Regions from separate parts of the Macaca mulatta genome. Here region 2 is linked to region 1. The links are chromatin contacts, called in public Hi-C maps. All regions are on one chromosome and are shown on one strand. Each heading gives the region's core, a stretch centred on a gene start, on an enhancer-like site or on the middle of the called end of the contact. The rest is flanking DNA. Distances are from core to core; before and after follow the strand shown. Region 1 holds the start of ZSCAN31 (zinc finger and SCAN domain containing 31). Region 2 holds the start of LOC702796.

What was found. A called contact is a pair of places that touch in the nucleus more often than the background predicts.
Region 2: a contact with region 1 is called in a Hi-C map of fetal cortex germinal zone, with 4 times the contacts expected there. The contact joins the promoter of LOC702796 here to the promoter of ZSCAN31 in region 1. A contact is called at or near these places in 3 of 14 Hi-C or Micro-C datasets (fetal cortex germinal zone, fetal cortical plate and liver).

The regions. Positions count from the first base shown.
Region 1 is chr4:154,989,786-154,994,893 of T2T-MMU8v2.0, reverse strand. It overlaps ZSCAN31 (zinc finger and SCAN domain containing 31), which reads right to left and starts at 3,830. Exons shown (of 6, transcript XM_078000749.1): 1 at 3,424-3,830. All of the region lies in intron 1 of ZKSCAN3 (zinc finger with KRAB and SCAN domains 3), which reads left to right.
Region 2 is chr4:155,231,544-155,236,765 of T2T-MMU8v2.0, reverse strand. LOC702796 reads right to left here and starts at 1,772. Exons shown (of 2, transcript XM_078000794.1): 1 at 1-1,772. ZKSCAN8 (zinc finger with KRAB and SCAN domains 8) reads left to right here and starts at 2,523. Exons shown (of 6, transcript XM_015135783.3): 1 at 2,523-2,669.

The DNA of each region.
Region 1 (5,108 bases), core at 2,581-5,080:
TTAAATTATTCTGTGGTACTGGCCAAGAGCCAGAACGTTGGAGTCAGATTACCTGATTCGAATCCTGCCTCTGCCACTTACTGGCTGTGTGACTTTTCACTAGTTCCTAACCTCTCTCTGCCTCATTTTACTATTTTGCAAAATGGGGATAATATTCCTTAACTCACTGGGTTGTGAGGATTGAATGCATTAATATGTGTAAGGTGCAGAGTAAGCATGATTTAAAGATTTGCTTTTATTAGTAGTACCATTATTATTTATAACTATGATGACACATTATCTTTAATTACTGGTTTTTGTACGGTTGCTTTCAATTTTAGTGTCATTCATCAATTCACTTTGTAATGGATTATTTCTATATTTTAGGAGGGAAAAATAAGATACTCTGAAAAAGAGCCTATCCCAAAGCAAAGACCAAAACTGGTTTGTGTTGTACGTTGTGATACTCAAACTCCCAAAGGCTTTAAGATTCGGGGGTACCTTTTCCTTGGCTGGAGAGTAGGAGGAACAATAGAAGTTTTTAATAGTGAAAAAGGACGAGGACCCCTGGTTTTAGCAAAAATCTGATGTCCTGCTTAGTGCTGGAGATGCACCAGTTTTTGAGCTTCCAGGAACGCCCTAGCCTGAAACTGGCTTCCTACTAACACCCTTCATTTCAACCCAACTTCCACAGGGTTAACTCTCTTTTCTAGACTTGTAACTCTTTTCTGTTAATGAGAAACTTTCCTTTCCTTATCGTCAGTATATTTACTGATTTGATAAATAATTTGTGTTTGCAACCAATTTCCCAATCTTGTGCCTTCCCACTGTGATCAATTTGGCTCAGATCCAAGTAGGGTCCAGGTAGTGAAACCTAAATGCAGTTTGTGGAATAAATGATATAAATGTATCAGTGTTGTTTTCCTGCCATAGACTTCCTCCCTTTCCCACCGTGGACACCCTCCTCATTCCACTTGGGCTCCAGATTCACTCTGGGTTGGGCTGTGGCTCTCTCTTGCCTTCTTTGACCCTACCTTAATGCTTTTTGACTGTATTATTCAGGAAGGAAGGAAGTTAGGACTTTGTTCAATTTTCTAAAATTTTGGAGAGAAATTTAAACACATTTAATTGTAGAGAGAATGTTACAGTGAACACCAATATAACCATGACTCGGCTTCAGCCATCATCTTCTGGTCATTTTCATTCTTCTTTTCCCTCCTTTCCCCTCTCTTTCCTTCCCTTCTCCTCCTCCTTCCCTTCTGTCTTCCTCCTTCCCTTTTACCTGTTCCCTCTTTCCCTCTCTCCTTTTTTTCCCTCTCCCTCCTTTGTCTTCCTTTCCCTCCCTCCCTCTCCCCCTCTTTCTTTATTTCTTTTTTTTTCCTCATTACATCCCTCCTCTCTTTCATTTTATAACAAATTGCAGATGGAAACATTTTAATTCACTCACAAGTACAAGTACTTCAGTGTCAATTTCTTATATATAAGGACTTTTATCTTGATATAATCATAGTATCATCACACGCAACAAAATTGACAGTAATTCCATGATATCATTATCTTGATTTTCAAATAATTGTCTCAAATATTTTTACAGTTTTTTTTTTTTTTTTTTTTTACAGTCTTTTTACAGTTGTTTTCAGTGGGGTCCAAATATGGTTCACCATTTGCATTTATTTGATAAGTCTGTTCAGTCTCCTAATCTATGACTGTTCCCATTCCCTCCCACTCCTTTTGGTAAAAATACCATTTATTTGTTGAGGAACTTGAACCTTCTGTTTTATAAAATGCCTCACATTCTGGATTTGGTCGATTGCTTCTTTTTAGTATCTTTAACTTATTAGATCTCAAACTCAGCTGCACATTAGAATCACCTAGAAAGTTTTAAAAGTTATTAATGCTGAGTCCCACCCCCAGAGAGTGATTTAATTGATTTTTTTTTTTCATTGCTATCTCCACCTCCCAGGCTCAAGTGATTCTCATGCCCACAGCCTCCCAAGTAGCTGGGATTACAGGTGTGTACCACCACGCCCAGCTAATTTTTGTATTTTCAGTAGAGACAGGGTTTCGTCATATTGGCCAGACTGTTCTTGAACTCCTGACTCCAGGCAATCTGCCTCAGCCTCCCAAAGTGCTGGGATTACAGGTGTGAGCCACTGCACCCAGCCTGATTGATCTTGATTGTACCCAAGGCATTAGGAGTTTTAAAAGTTCCCTAGTGATTCTAATATGTAACAAAGTTTGAAAGCCTTTAATATAATTTTTTCCTATATTTTGCCTGTACACTGGTATTTGGATCTAAAGACTAGATTAGATTTAGGGTCACTTATTTTGGTATTATTAGCTCATGTAGCAGTGCCCCAGATCTCTTGTGGCAACTTATTAGGAGGAAGTGTTTTCTGGTACTTTTCATTTGTAACAATCAATGGGTTCTCTCAGTTTCCTAATTTCCTTCTATTCCCTACCATCCTTTGAACTATAGAGAGTTGGCCTGAGGAATAGAGGTTCAGGATACAGATCTGGAATTGTTTTTCCCTTTGTAACCTCTACCAGCCTTACTTTTTTTTTTTGAGACGGTCTTGCTCTGTTGCCAGGCTGGAGTGCAATGGCACGATCTCGGCTCACTGCAACCTCTGCCTCCCAGGTTCAAGTGATTCTGCTGCCTCAGCCTCCCAAGTAGCTGGGACTACAGGCGCCTGCCACCACGCATGCCCAGCTAATTTTTGTATTTTTAGTGGAGACGGGGTTTCACCATGTTGGCCAGGATGGTCTCGATCTCTTGACCTTGTGATGCACCCACCTCGGCCTCGCAAAGTGTTGGGATTACAGGCGTGAGCCACTGCGCCCGGCCCAGCCTTACATTTTCTAGCCTCTCCATTCCACTGAGTAAAGACAGACTTACTGACATCTGAGTCCAGTCAAATAATTTTGCAGTCACTCACTTCTAGTTTAAAGTCTAGTCCCAGCTGGTTCACAGGAATCTCAGGTTTCCCTTCCCTCTTAGATCAGGCCCAGGTCTCATGGCTTCTGGGATAGGCTGTCTTTCAGAATATCTTACTTTTCCCTCCTAAAATATAGAAATCATCCATTACAAAGTAATGACTCTGAGGAAACCTGGTGGCTGGTGCTATTGTTTCTAGAGAATACCATACTGAGGAAGGAGTAGATTAGGAGGCAAGAAAATCAGTTTAATTTGGGGCATATTGAATTGGATTTGTTTGCAAGATTTCTGTATAGGACTATCTGGGAGGCAACTCAGGATAGGGATCAGGAGTCTACAGCCTAGAAATAGAAGTTAAAACCTTGCAAGTGATTAAACATAGTTCTGGGGAAGACTGTGGATAGAGAAAAGAAAAGGTCAAGAACAGAACCACCAGGCCTACTCTTATTTTAAAAAAAGAAAGATCAGTGAATTATACTGTTAGCCAATATGTATATGGTACTTACCACTGTCATGCCAAGTGTCAGGTTCCAGCCCATACTGAGGTCCGAGGGGAGTTGTTGGATAGGTGGCAGATAGTTGAAAAAACAGTTGGGGCTGTAGACAGGTAAAATATGATTTTAGTCAGCAGCAGCTGCTGCAGCTCTCACACTGTCTGCCTCTGTCTCGGGTGCCTCCTTTACCACAGCCCTTCTCAGCAACTGGCTCTGTGGCTTCTGCCGCTCCCACACTTACAGCTATACTCCTTGGCACACTTGTTAATTCCTGGCTCCCCTCTGTCGGTCTGCAAGACGGCCAGTTCTCTCTTCCAAGGTCAGCAGTTTTTCCCTCTCTCTCTGGGCATGAGTCCTATGTACAGTGTCAGCAGGGCAGTTATACCATTTACACACAATAGTGGCTGTGAGCCAAGTATGAGCTTACACAAACAGGTTATATAACAAGTGGAGTGGTGCGCCTGCGTTGGAGACTCGCTGAGTCACACTGGCCTGCATATCTGCCTCAGCCTGTTCTTGACCAAAGCACATCCATTTTTACCTTACACTCCACCCCCTTGGCCGAGGGAAACATAAGTTTTTAGGTACACAGGCCCAATATATAGGTTTGGCACGCAAGCCTGACATATACACTTTCAGCACCCAGGGCTGATACATACACACAGGCTTGACACGTAAGTCTGACACATAGGCTCTGGGCACACAGGCCCAGTGTATACATAGAGGATTGACACATAAGCTGTAGGCACTCGGGCCACAGTAGTAATACAGGGAGCAATAATTTCAGGTTATAGTAGGCAACCACCCCATGGTGATGTTACCCCGATGTTGCTTTATATATTAAGCCAGGTTTTTTGCTTACCTACCTTTAGGGGCATTGGGGCAGGCAACAACAGGTTACCGTTTGTCCCCATACCTGGTTAGAGGAAGTCATCCTTTCTCCTATAGGTCTGGCCACATGGCCTGGCCCTACATAGGTCAGTGACTAACCACTTCTGTAACTTCTAGGTAGTTAGCCACAAGGTTAAGCCTTGATAAACTGCCCAGCTATTGGTGCAGATTACCATAGGTGTCACCTTCTTGGTGATCATCATTTACATTGCCCTGAGTTTAGCTTATTAGCTACTTTGTCCACACCTGGTATCAAACCGTAGGGTGTCAGTACTAGGCTGGGCTTCAACAGCAGTCCAGGCAGCAGTAGCACCCTGGCTAGACCTATCTGTGTACCACGCCCTATTGGGAATGCAGGGATGCCCTTCCTTAAAAGATGAAGGCTCAGGGTCTAGGGGTGCCTCAGGTCCCATAGCCTTATCTTGCATTAGGATAGTAGGTACTAAGACTTCTTGTAATTGTGCTGCTAAGGGACTTGACTTAGCATACTTTGCTGTTCCGTGTAGGCTTAGGCACCCCACTTTGCAAAAGTGGATGTCTGTGCCATCCCAGTGTGCGGGTTGTTACCTATGAGCATACCTACCCTACTGTTGGGTAAGTCATGCGCACAACGACTGTAGCCCATCCTGCCAGGCTGTCATGAGTCTAAAGGGCAGCATATGCAGTTACTAACTCCTCTGTCGAGGAATACCGGAGCTCAGCTCCTTTTCAAAGTTGGGACGAAAAATCTACTGGCATTCTAAAGAGCTCTGTGCAATGCCGTAAGCCCCAGTCAAAAATATCTGTGGTCACATGCACATCAAGTT
Region 2 (5,222 bases), core at 523-3,022, 240 kb before region 1:
CATAGGTATGAATTAATTAGAACTGAGGATGGTGGTTACATTAATGGAGAAAAGTAACATTTCAAAGGAGAAATCTGGTGCTGATAATTTCTCCTTTATCTCCATATTTCATTGAGTAAGCTAAGGAAGCCTCTCAAACCTGGATAACTTAGAAATTGGTGATATTATCAACCATTCTAATGGATATGTGGTGGTAATTCATTGTGGTTTTAACTTTGCATTTCCCTGATGAATAATTATTACTTTTTAGTGTGCATACTGGCCATTCTTTTATCTTTTGTAAACAAAGTGTTCAAATATTTTGCCTATTTGTGTTGAATTATCTTATTCATTTAATTGTGAGAGTTCTTTATATATTCTGGATAGTTCTTTGTCAGATAGATGTATTACAAATATTTTCCAGTGTATAGCTTTTTCTTCACTTTCTTAATGGTGCTTTTTTTGAGAAGATTTAAATTCTGATGAGAATTTAAATTTAAAATTTTGAAGTCAAATTTATCAATTTTATCTGTTATAATCGGTGTCTGTGTGTCCAGTTTGAGAAAACTGCCTATAGCATGATGCTATTTTACTTCCTATGTGTACACAATTTTATACATAGTATGTGCAGTCATAGTTGTGTGCACATTGAATTTGTACAACTACCTATGTGCACAACTTCAGACTTAAAAATTATTTGTTTGTTTATTTAAGATGAGACAGGGTCTTGCTCCACTGATCAGGCTGGAGTGCAATGGCAGGATCTCAGCTCACTGCAGCCTCTGCCTCACAGGCTCATGTGATTCTCCTGCCCCAGCCTCTGGAGTAGCTGTGACTACAGGAGCCCACCACCATGCCCGGCTAATTTTTGTATTTTTTGCCAAGATGGGGTTTTGCCATGTTGGCCAGGCTGGTCTCAAACTCCTGAGCTCAGGTGATCCTCCCGCAGCTTCCCAAAGTGCTGGGATTACAGTCATGAGCCACCTTGCTCAGCCAAAAAAGTTATTTTTTAAACGTAAAAAAAGAAACAAAGTAGAGTTCTAATCTGTCACCAGTTACTTCCAGTTACCATCCCAGGTGGAAAGCAACAGCTGTGAAATAAAAAGCAAAAATAAGTGCTTTGAAGGAGTCCAGAAGCACTGTAGCTTCCTAGTGTTTACTATTATTTACTTGTTTTCATGTGATAATTAGATGACAAAACCCTTAAATCAAAACAACTTTGTCAGTACACAAAATTTGGGGAGTTAGTAATTGGGAAGGGATAGAAACGGTGGTGGTAGCTACCAGCAGGAGCAGATAAAGAGGGAAATTAAGGTGAAAATTGGAGGAGCCCTGAGAACTCAATAAATAGGTGGTTGGGAAAGGCGCTGAAGGAAATAAATACATGAGACCTAAACAACAAAAATTAACTCTTGCCACAACCTCCACCCCTGAAATCCTATTAGTCTCAAAAGTTAAAAAGCTGTAATGCAACAGGTCTGTTCATTACATAGGGCCAGGGCGGTGGCTCATGCCTGTAATCCCAGGACTTTGGGAGACTGAGGCAGGAGGATCACTTGAGCCCAGGAGTTCGAAACCAGCCTGGGCAACATACTGAGACCCCCCCACCCCCACCCCGTTTCTACAAGAAAAAATTTTTTAAAGCTGAGGTTGGTGCACACCTGTAGTCCCAGCTACTTGGGGGACTTAGGTGGGACGATTGCTTGAGCCCAGAAGGTTGAGGCTGCCGTGAGCTATGATCACACCAATACACTCTGCAATAGCGCCCCGTCTCAAAAAAAAAAAGACTAGCAAAAAAAGAATGAACATAGATTTGTTCCCCAAATTTTGTGGTATTAAAACTAGGGTTTACTCCCCAAGCTTACATCATAGGTTTAGCATTAAAACAGCTAAGCAGCAAAGCAGATGTTGTAAGCAATTGAAATTCATTAACATAGGAAAGAGTGGGAAATATGTAAAGATCCAAAAATAATATATATTTAATTACGATTTTTTGAATACTTAATAAAGTATGCGATTCCTAAGTGCCATGCCATAGGGATTTCACAAAACTATGAACTGTGATTAGCAGGAATTTCTCATGAAGTTTGTACTCTATGTGGGAGGATTGGATATATTTATGAATATATTTATGAACAGTAAAGTACAGGGTATGTAACGGGGCCAAACGCGAGTCCAGTTGGAATCCTAAGGAACCATGAAGTGCTCCCTCCTCCAACACTTTCCTAGCCTCCTTACACAGCTCTAGCCTCCCTACGTCGGATATCTACCCCCAGGGGGCCGTTACTATTGTCAGCGAACGCGCGGAGCTGCACGAGCACACAAGGCAGAGGGGACACCAAGGTCCGTTATTCCCCAGCACGTTCACTGCCCCAGCGACGGGGAAGCCTGAGGCACGCAGACGAACCCGAGGCACAGCACACAGCAGGTGAGGGGCGTGGTACTCCTGTACCCGCAGTCGGCAGACCATAGAGCTTTTAGACCTCCAGGACTCCTAGAGAGCTTCCGGAAGTGCCTTTGGGGCAAGATGCGTGCTGGACGGTGTTGTGCCTCCGCAGATTTGGAAGTTAGTGGCCGGAGGGCCCTGGTTGGAGTACAGTTTTCATCTCCTTTACTTCCCGACCTTTCTCCGGGTGTGTTTATCCGTTGCAGCGTACCTTCCCCCCGCCGGGGCGCCTCTGCAACTCACAGTGAGTACGGTCGGGCTCTGGGTCGGAGAAAAGTGGGTGCTTTGTGGCTGGTCCAGGCCGCAGCTGAGGACTGGCGTGAGGGGTCCGCAGAGGGGCCTGTGCGGTGGTCGTCGCCGCGGACCGATTCCGACGCCTTAGTTGCTGGTACAGGCAGAGTACGTCCCCACGCATTGCCCTCGAACTTTTTGCGAGGGAACCTTTTATGAAGCTTTCTTCATAGATAATCGTTTTGTGGTATGATTTTGTAGTCGATCGTGTTTATCTTAAAATGGGGAACTGACCCCCCCCATGTTATTTTTTATCCAATTATTTCCAGAGTCTGAATTGTTTTCAGATAGCGCTATTTTGCGTTTCGGTCACAACAAAATTCTCAGTTTTTAAAAAAAGACATATTTTGCTTTTGGAAGCCCCAGTTTTCCATGCATACCCATTTTTGCTGTTACTCTGCTTTCTTTAGTGTTTTCAGAAACTGGTGGTGTGTTGACTAGATAATTGTACGAAAGTTTGTTTTGTTTTGTTTTAATTTCAAGGTAATTCAGAATTCAGCGTTATCAGAATGCCTATTTCATTCGTTAAAGCAAACTGAAGTTAGCCAACGAGGAACTCTGGGAGGTCCCCATTTCCAAAACTCTGGTTAGTCATGAATAATTTTTGTCAGGCTACTTTGACTGCCACCACCACCTTTAAAAACATATTTCTGGTGTTTGTTAGTTCCGTTGAGTATATTTACGAACAGTCATTGTTTTAGCAAATACATACATGTTTTGAATTTCTGTTGTGGTTAAATGTAAAATGTGATGTTAATTAAAACTTTCAGCTAATGCAATTTGAGATAACAAAGCATAGTATTCGCTTCACCTACTTTTTCTTGGATTTTAAATCCTGGAAAATGTCTTTTTTGTTTTGTTTTCAGTTCCCAAACATTTCTCAAATTAGACTTAGTCTGAAGGAAGAATACATTCCTTCTACAACTATTGAAAAAATAATGCTGTTAAAATTGAGTTGTGCCTTCAGTATCTCACAGGATTACAGCATTTAAAATTCAGAGGAAGCTTTAAAGATGGCATATTAAACTCATGTAAACTTGACTAGGTGTTATTTAAGGAGACTGTAAAAATCAGTCTGTATCCACACAGTGCTCACCAACTTAATACAGACATGTACGCACAAAACTGAGAGGAAAGTACATAGTAGAGTAATTTTGCACTCAGTTATTTATAGGTTGTAATTCTCAAAAACTAGCTGATTAGAGAGGGAAGAGACTTAAAAATATGGAAAATTAGCCACTAAATAGAATAATCAAGATGGGCAATGGGCAAGAGCTGTTGGCCGATTTGGTATAAAAAATGAACAAACCTGGTAATTAGCTGGTTTTCATCAGTATTACTATTGAGACTTTTTAATACCACATCAACAATATAAAGTTCTTGAATGCTGCACACTTCACATTAAAATATTTTATAGCCTCCTGTACTGGTAAGAAGTGGGATTGCATCTGTGAATAGACACTGCACTCAAGCCTGAGCAACATAGTGAGACCCTGTCCCTAAATAATAATAATGATAATAATAATAAATATTTTATAACCATTATGGATGAGGATTGTTCAGTAATAGATGGCCAGTTGTTCAGTAGTTAAAAATGAACTTCGGCTTTAAGGAAATTTACAAGAAAACATGGTAAGACTATCACTATATAACATCACATTCTAAACAGTTAGAATTTATGTCCCATGTAATGACCTTTAAGTTTTTTAACATTAAACCACAAGAAGCTATTTTAAGAAAATTTAAGTTTGTTTTGATTTGAAAAATTAAATTATTTTAAAATGAGCTAAGATCATTTTAAAATAAATTATCTTAAAATTATAGATAATTTATTCAAACAAAAACAAATAGGTAATTTGTTCAAACCAAATTGATTACCCTTTCTCAAAAAAATCTCAGCATCTTCCTCAAATTCTCTCTTCCCCCAAATCTCACTATTCTAGCAAATTCCTCCACTTTCCTGTAAAATCGTAATCAGTGAACTATACCCCTGATGTTAATTGATATATTTAACCATATCTTTTGCTCCTTGGTTCTTCTAATCTGTAGTTTACTCTCCACCCTGTTGTTCCTGGCCTTGTCTAACTTTAAAAATAATTTTCAAATTCGCTTCCTTTTCTGTACATACTCTCTATGGAGGATTTGTTTGTTTGTTTGTTTTTAACCTTTCTGTCATTCTTAGATGGCCTTTGAGTCTGTGAACCCTGCTAAAATTGAATGTACAATTTTGTATCTGTGGACATTTTGCTGGAAAGAAGTTCTGTGTTTTCTTTAGGTTGAAGAGTCTATAAACCAACCCCCACCCCCACCCCCCGCCGCAACTCCAAAAACTAGAAAGATAAGCGCTGCCTTGATGATCCGTATGGGGAACTATATGTACAGTAATCTGATTTTTTTCCTAAGTACCTGTCTCTTCTTTGTGGACTATAGGTCTCTGGTTTTATCTTGATGTTAGCATCTTATGACAACTGGTTTTGGGTATGCTACCTTTACTTACATTCTTCTT